Regions from separate parts of the Capra hircus genome. Here region 2 is linked to region 1. A link is a contact called in public Hi-C data. All regions are on one chromosome and are shown on one strand. The core of a region is the stretch at or near the end of the contact, and the rest is flanking DNA. Distances in the headings are between cores, read along the strand shown.

What was found. Hi-C and Micro-C count contacts between places; a contact is called where the count stands out from the background.
Region 2: a Hi-C map of blood shows a contact between it and region 1, with 2.8 times the contacts expected there. The contact joins the enhancer-like site here to the promoter of DAZL in region 1. A contact is called at or near these places in 3 of 5 Hi-C or Micro-C datasets (blood and liver).

What each region holds. Positions count from the first base shown.
Region 1 is chr1:153,496,767-153,500,633 of ARS1.2, reverse strand. It overlaps DAZL (deleted in azoospermia like), which reads left to right and starts at 1,673. Exons shown (of 11, transcript NM_001314241.1): 1 at 1,673-1,702. The coding sequence starts at 1,700.
Region 2 is chr1:153,990,772-153,994,578 of ARS1.2, reverse strand. All of the region lies in intron 19 of TBC1D5 (TBC1 domain family member 5), which reads left to right. Among named protein-coding and RNA genes, the nearest start is that of TRNAW-CCA, 250 kb to the left of the region's middle. Within about 2 kb of position 2,003, at least 1 of the 5 cell types and tissues checked has an H3K27ac peak or open chromatin away from gene starts, as enhancers often do.

The DNA.
Region 1 (3,867 bases), core at 424-2,923:
AATTTCATCAGTTAAATAATTCTCATTTTCATCCAGAAAGAGGACAGCTGCTTGTCTCCTGGGTGTTTCCCATTTGCCCTAGTCTGCCCTTTTCCTGAGTTGATGTCTCTCGTGGCCAACCGCCTTTTGCCGTGTACTCAGCACCAGCGCAGACCCTGGGCCACTCCACATCCCTACCTCTGTCCCTGCAATTTCAGGCCTCAAGTCACAAAGACCAACGTTTGGCCCACACCTAAGATGACATAACTGTTCTCCACCGCCTCTGACCTGGTTTCCAAGAATGTAGCGGTTTCTCAGTTCCAAAACCAGTAAGGTTCAGGGCAAACCAGCAGATTAATCACTGTACACCCCAGCCCTCACACCCACGGTCAGAGAAGAATCGGTTCAACAACTCACTGCTCTGATTTTCAGTTTATTTTTATTTCTGGCATCTTGGTATTTGCCTTCATTTTTATAAGTTTAGCAGCACATTCAAAATCAGGTTAATTGTTATACTATCCAGTGATGTTAGGTGTTTGTGGTCAGTTTTCTGGTTACTCAAAAGAATAACATTTTCTTATTTCTCATCGGTACAGAAGTGAAATCTGAGGATAAAAGTCAGGGGTACTCCTTGTGGACACAGCGTGCTAGTTTCCAAAGTTCTGTGCTTTGCTGCCCCAGCTGCCCTGCAGCTCACCCTTGCTCTTGTTTCTCTGACCTTGAGGTGGTTTCAGAACTCTCTAGGCAGGCCTGGCTTCTTTCTGTGAGGCCTAGAAGAAAAATTCTCCCCCTCACAACGTGAACTCCCCAAACAAAGGAATGTTTGACTGTTTTGTTCCCTCCTACACCTTGCGTTTCTGGCAACCACAGGCTTTGATGACTGTTTCTTCAAAGAAGGAACATCTTGAATGCCAAGCTGGCCTGCCCTAGCTGGTGTTTCTTCCAATCCAACCCCATCTTTCTCAGAGTTGAAGGGAATTCGCCCAAGTTTTTGTGCTTTCGACGCCTCCGTGCCTGTTCTCCATATCCATATTTCTATTTGCTATTTCTGTTGGCGTTTCCATCGATTTTGGTGGCGAGGGTAGGGGTGACCACAATCGGGCTAGTCCGATTTTGGTGGCGAGGGTAGGGGTGACCACGATCGGGCTAATCCTGTGCCTTCAGGACGCCATTTTGAAACTAGCGCCTGGACACAGTCAAGTTTGTTTTTAACTTTAGTGTATACGTGAGTAGGCCTACTTATTTCAGGCGTGCCTCCACAGCACTTTTGGGGTAACACGCCTTTCTGTGGGTCGGCCAGCCCCCTCATCTGGGGGCGGCGCTTGCGGGGGTGGTGGGAGGACGGCCCTCACGCGCCCCCTGCGTACCCCCAGCCTGCGCAGCCGTGCTCCACGGGCCTCCCACCCCCGCCCCGCCCCGCCCCCGCCGCCGGGGGGCGCCAGCGCGGCCGCCCATTGGCTGAGGCGCCTCCACGACGAGCCCCCCGCACCTTGCGCAGGAGCCACCTCCCGGCGCCCCGCTGGCCACGCCTCAGTCCGCCGGCGCCCCTCGGCCTCGCCACCCGCCTCTGACTCTCTGTCCGGTGTGCCGCCGCTCCGTCTGCCCAGTCCGGCCGGGCAGCGGGCACGAGCAGACCCAACAGCAGCTCCGAGCGCGGTGCCCGAAGCCAGCCTCTGCTTCGTCCTCGAGCCCCTCTGAGGGAACACTGGCTGTCGCCATCATGGTGAGTGGAGGAGGCCAAGGGGGCTCCTTGGGGTGGCCGGGACGCTGAAGGGGGCCTGGACCGGCGCGGGGCTGCCGCGCTTGCCTGTCCTGGGGGCCCCGCCTGAGGGCGGGCGAGGCGGCCTGCGCGGCGCCTCGGGCGGGCGGAGGGGATGAGGCCGGGCTGTCGGAGCGCCGGGGGCCGCTGCCCAGCACGTGCAAGGCCTGTGGCCTTCGGGCCGCAGCCGCCGGGGTGTGGAGGGGCGCCTGGCACTCGGCGGGCCGGACTTCGGGCGGGGCCCGCGCCCCACGCCGCCCCGGAAGGCGCGTTTCCCGCGCTTGCCGAGGCAGGCGGGCGGCCCGGCCTCCGCGAGATGGCGTCGGGCCTGGCGCGGCCCTTGAGGCGCACGCGGCGGGGCGCCGGCGGGCGGGGGCCCCGAGAGGCCCCGAGGCGGGGGCCCCGCGGTCCGGGGCGGGGCCCGGGGGCCTGGGCGGGTGTGTCCGTGCGGAGGGTGCGGGCGCCGGGCTGACCTCGTGCTTGTGCGGTGGCGGCCGCCGCGGCGACTTCGGGTGGGGACGCCATCATCTCCTCACGAGGTCGGCGCTGCCCTCGCCTCGGAGCGGCCTCGGAGTGGGGAGCTCGAGGAATTTTTAGCTTGGGAAATACTGTTCCGTTAAAGAAACCAGAAACTTTCCAACAGAGAGTCCCTCGAGTATTAACGCGGTCTGTTGGGTGATATTTACGAGCGTTTTGTCAAATGCATTAGAGTCGATGCCACCTCTAGGGGCATCTGTTGAGAACAGTTTTGACCAACCATCAAGCCTCCGATGATGTACATAGCATTAAATACTGTAGTGAAGTGTCGCCTGTGGTGTAATAACTAGTATACACTATTTTTAGAAGTAAAGGGAGAAAAGTTATATACAGTTTATTAGGGCACACAAACTTTAAAGTAAACGTTTACAAGTGTATGCAACTGCTGTTTGTAATAATTGTGTCTTGTACTTATCCACATCAGTAATTACTTAATAAGCTGAGTTACTGTGAATGTTGAGTTTTGTCCTTTTTTTAAGAAGGCGAGGGGAGAAATGCATACTTATATTGATTTTTTTCTTATATAAAACTAGCATATTAACTCATTAGAAAGTAATCAATGTAAGGAAGCAGAGGTCCATCTTAAACTAGGTATGTAACCACTCTGAAGTTTTGATGTATGTCCTTCCAGATTGCTTTCATGTATGTATGGCAAATAGGTGTATTTTATAAAAATTGTACCGTACCATGTAATACTATACTACAACCTGTATCCTTCACTTAATATAGTGGGCCTTATTCCAAAGAGAAATTTAAAATAATTTTGAATACATAATTTCTTACTTTACCAAAAATTGTATACTTATATATTACCATCACTTATTTTACCAAATTCCCTTATAATGAGTAATTTGTGTGCATTAAAACAATACAATAATGGGTATCTTTGTGAAAATGTTTTGGCCTGTTTATTAATAGCTTGAAATAAATTGCCAGGAGTAGAATCACTGGTTAAAAGGGTTATGCCCATATTATAACAATTTTGAACTATGATAATTTTTTCCTAGTAACTCTTGGTAAAGGGTATACTAGTATATATTCCCACTGGTGGTGTGTAATATGACCCCCTTTCCACGCACTTCCCAGTGAAAGGTAGTATATGTTTTAAAGTTGCCAGTCTAATCGGAAAATATTCCACTTGTGTTGATGTACTTTTTTTTATCATTAGTGAAGTTAGTGTTTGTCATTAACGTTTTCCATTTCTCTTTTTTCCATTCTTGATCCACCTTTCTATTTGTCTTTTCATGGTGATTTATAAGAACTCTATTAATATTTAACATTTATCATATATAATGGAAAAAATTTATAGTGGTGATAAGGAGAGACCCTTATTTCTAGTTTTAGCATAAATTACTGTCATGTTTTACTTTGAACTTAATGATAATCTAGAATTAGATTGATAGAAAATAAAGTTTTTTCATTTTACTTGAGTTTTTTTTTAAATTAAGAAATACTATATTTTATCAAATGATTTTTCTGTGGTGAATTACAGTAACAGATTTCCTAATAACCATACTTGAATTTACAATAAACTGTTCTTAACTGTATATTTTTTTTATGCTGCTAGACTTTCCCATCTCTGTGTTGGGTGC
Region 2 (3,807 bases), core at 754-3,253, 490 kb before region 1:
CTTGTTGAGTTTAGTGAGAGAAAGGTCACGAGACTATCACACGTGGGGCATCGTAGGAGCTTCACCTGCGTCCCCTCCCTCCTCTCTCCCCAGCCAGCCTGCAATCCGGGTCCCCACTGATGCCGGAGCAGCTCCTTCAGTGAACTCAGCTCTTGACAGATAAGCTCCATCGACACGTAGCCCGTGGGACCCAGAACATTTATTGAACGTTTCAGAGCGGCCTGTGCTCGGAGCCCGTTAGCCCAGGTCTGTCGGCGCCCCCCGAGCAGGTGGCCGTGGGCCCGTCCAGGAGAGTGCCCCAGGTCTGTGGGCACCCCAAGCAGGGCGGCCGTGGGCCTATCCAGGAGAGCGCCCAGGTCTGCGGCTGGAGGGCGGCCCCCACCCACCTGTGCTGGGTCGGGGGTGCCCAGTGCGCTGTGGATGGTCTGCGTGTGCTGAGTCCATCGCAGATGTTCAGACCACGCTGAGCCCTTCCCATGTGTCCACCATGGGCACCCAGCACATGTGAAGGGCTCGCCTCCCCAGGGAGGAGACTGTGTCCTATGGAGGGTCAGGGACTTGAGGGTCCCGCGACTAGACAGCAGCTGAGTCAGACTGGACCCCAGCTGTGTCCAGCTCAGCAGGTGTGGATCTGAGGGATTCTGCTTGGCAAGCCGCTCGTGTGTCACCCACGACCGCCCCAGCTTTAGCTGAAGCCCTGAGATCTCTCGGGGGCCCAGTGCAGGAGGCGCCTCGTCCAGCCCAGCTCCAGTCATCCTGAGCCCACGTCCCTGCCTCCAGCCTGCAGTCCCCCAGGGCTGCTGACCGGAGCGGCCAGGCCCCTGTCTGAGGACACGCTCTGCTGGGCCCAGTGGGCCTGTCCTCACCCTGCCTTCCCTCCCTCCCTGCCCCAGAGCCGGGTGACCGGGAGGACAGAGGCCACACTGAGGGTGCCAGCAGCTTCTGAAAGGAATGTGTGTGCCCCCGTCGCCCCGGCCTGCGGCCCTCCTCCCCAGCACAGCCAGTGAGATCGCCGTCGGGAGAGACCACCCTGCTGGACTCGCCCTGCGCTGCTCCCGCGGCTGGGGGCGCTCCTTTCAGTGCCACGCGGGTGGCAGGGAGCCCCGAGGGGCCGACCAGGCTTTGTCTCATCGAGGTGTGCCCAGTAGTCTGCCTCTGAAATACTGTCTTTGCTGCAGAAAACTGACCTTCCCTGAACCACCACCCCCACCCTTCAGATGTAGCTCCCATCTGACGGCCTGAGACGAGGTCGGGTGGTCCCTCCTCTGAGCTTTCGTTGGCCGGGGTCGGAGGTTAGTCGGTGTGTGTGCGAGGCCTCGTCTCTCCTGAGCTGGTGTTTCAGAAGCTCCTACGAGCTCCTGTGGGGCCGTCCTCGGGGCCGGCAGACTTTCTAGACACATTTCCTACCGTCAGCCCGCATAGGGCTTGTTCCCCGACATTTGAAGGAAAGACTGCGCATGCCTGCTGTGGCTTGAGGATATTTAGTATATTCAAGAGTGACTTACCGTGTAATTATGAAAAGCCGTTCTGGGTCAGGACTTCAGACCTTCGTAGGACGCTTCTGGGGGAGTGCCTTAAGGGGCACCCTGAATCCATGAGGAGTCAAAGCAGCAGCCTTGAGCTGCGGGAGGGGGTGAACCCCGTGCCGTTGCTGCTGGGACCCCTGAGGCCAGGACAGCACTCAGAGGCCGTCGCGAGAGGGGACCAGCCCCGGCCTCCGTTGGCCCAAACCAGCCCCGGGTGCAGCTGTTCCGGGGAAGGGGCGTGCTGTTGCTAGCGCAGTTCTGTTCACCTGGGACTGTCTGCAGAGAGTCGGCACCTGAGAGAAAGCGTGCCTCAGTGCCGCTGGAGTCCTGCCCAGCTCTGCGTGGTAAACAGTGTGCCTCCAGGCGTGAGCGTCCGGCCCCGGCGCCCGCAGACATGGAGTGAGCCTCAGGCCCCGGCGCCCCCGTGGACGGGTGTCGGTCCTGTCAAGACGCTGTGCAGCTTACGGGCTGCAGGCCTGCTGACCCGGACTCGGCCGGGATCTGTCCGGCGGGGCCTGGCTGGAGAAGCGTCTCATCCGTCCACCCGACGTTGCCCTGAGCCTGTGTGCTAGGCATGGAAAGGGCAGAGAGGCTGAAGGCCCTTCCTTCTGTCTCACATGCTGGCGACTCCAGCTTCTTGAGGTCTAAGTGTTTTCGTTCTCACAGGGCACAGAAATGTTAGCCAGTTTCTGTAACAGAGGAGAAATGTATTTTAGTACACAATTTTTATATGCGATACACTCCACATGGTACTTTATTAATACTACCACCAGTTTGGAATTTGTTCATTCTGAGATAAATTCTGAAAAGAGCTGACTTAATGTTATCTCTGAAACGACAGTTAGCTAGGCAGAATAAAAGCTACAAAAGAAACTCATGGAGAACGGAACTTTCAGATCCTCTCTGGATTGGATAACTGGATACATATTCCCACCCAGTAAATGACTGATAAGCTGATTTGTTAAAGCAGGTATTCAAAAGATTTCGCCTAGATACCTCATCATCTTAATTTTGTTACGATGGTTATTTTATGTAACAGTCTACATGTTGTGAAAAAGTTTGGAAATTTAGACTGTTAAGTGGATTATACCTGTGCTGTGCGGGGTGGGACCTGTTCGCTACGTCGGGCCTAGGAGCGCTGCAACGAGTGTGCACTGGGTTTTCAAGACTTCGTTTGAAGAAATGAGTGTGAACTATCTCGTTCTATTTTGATGGCATGTTGGAATGATCATAGTTTGGATGTTTGGTGAGGTAAAATACTTATTTAAATTAATTTTACTTGTCTTTAGCGTTTAACTATGGATACGAGAAAATTAAAACGGCACACGTGGCCTGCGGGCTGTCTGTCGAGCAGCGGCAGTGCAGTCAGCCCCCTGCAGGTCTTCCACGCAGAACATCAGCAGAGGTTGACTGCCACCCCGCCATGTATCACCCAACAGGAGAAGCTGTGACGGGCACAGCCCCTGCCCTTCCTGAAATCTGGTCTGTAATATAAGCAGGAACACTCTAACTGAACACAAGAGACCTGACCGTCCATCTGTGTTTCCAGGAAAAAGCATTTCAAAGTGCGTGTGTATCCTAAGAACCGAGGAGAGGCCTCAGCCGCTCCCCAGGTCGAATCGCTCCTTAGCGTCACCCTCTCTGATGCAGAAGTGCAGTAACGTGTTGCTTTAGTCCTTAAGTTTGGACAAACCGCATGATACTGCTAGCTATATATATAAACACTATTTCCTGGGCATAGAGTCGATTAAACTCTGTAAGCCTCAGTTTTCTCATAATGTCATTAGGATCAAATGATACAGCGTGTAAAGGTCCATACATGTGCATGGACTAACCTTTTGTAAACATCAGGGTATTTTAATTTTCTAATTTCTTCTTTGGGTCACCAGACTAGGGAAGTATGCGTATAGTAAAGGTCCAGGAATGGTAGATGGCTATAGGACAGATAAAATCTAAAATCTGAGTTTTCTTGATTTTATTATAATTTCAACATGGAAACAGTTGATTTCTATAATAGGAATCACTTCTTAAGATTTTTTCCCTTGATAATGTTTGTGTGTCTGCGTGTGCGTGTGTGTGCGTGCACATGCGCACACACTCATCATGTCTGACTTTTTGCCACCCCGTGGACTGTAGCTGCCAGGCTTCTCTGTCCATGGAGTTTTCCAGGCAAGAATACTGTAGTGGGTTACCATTTCCTTCTCCAGGGGATCTTCCCGACCCGGGGTTTGAACCTGCTTCCCTAGCGTCTATCCTGCATTGGCAGACTGGTTCTTTAACA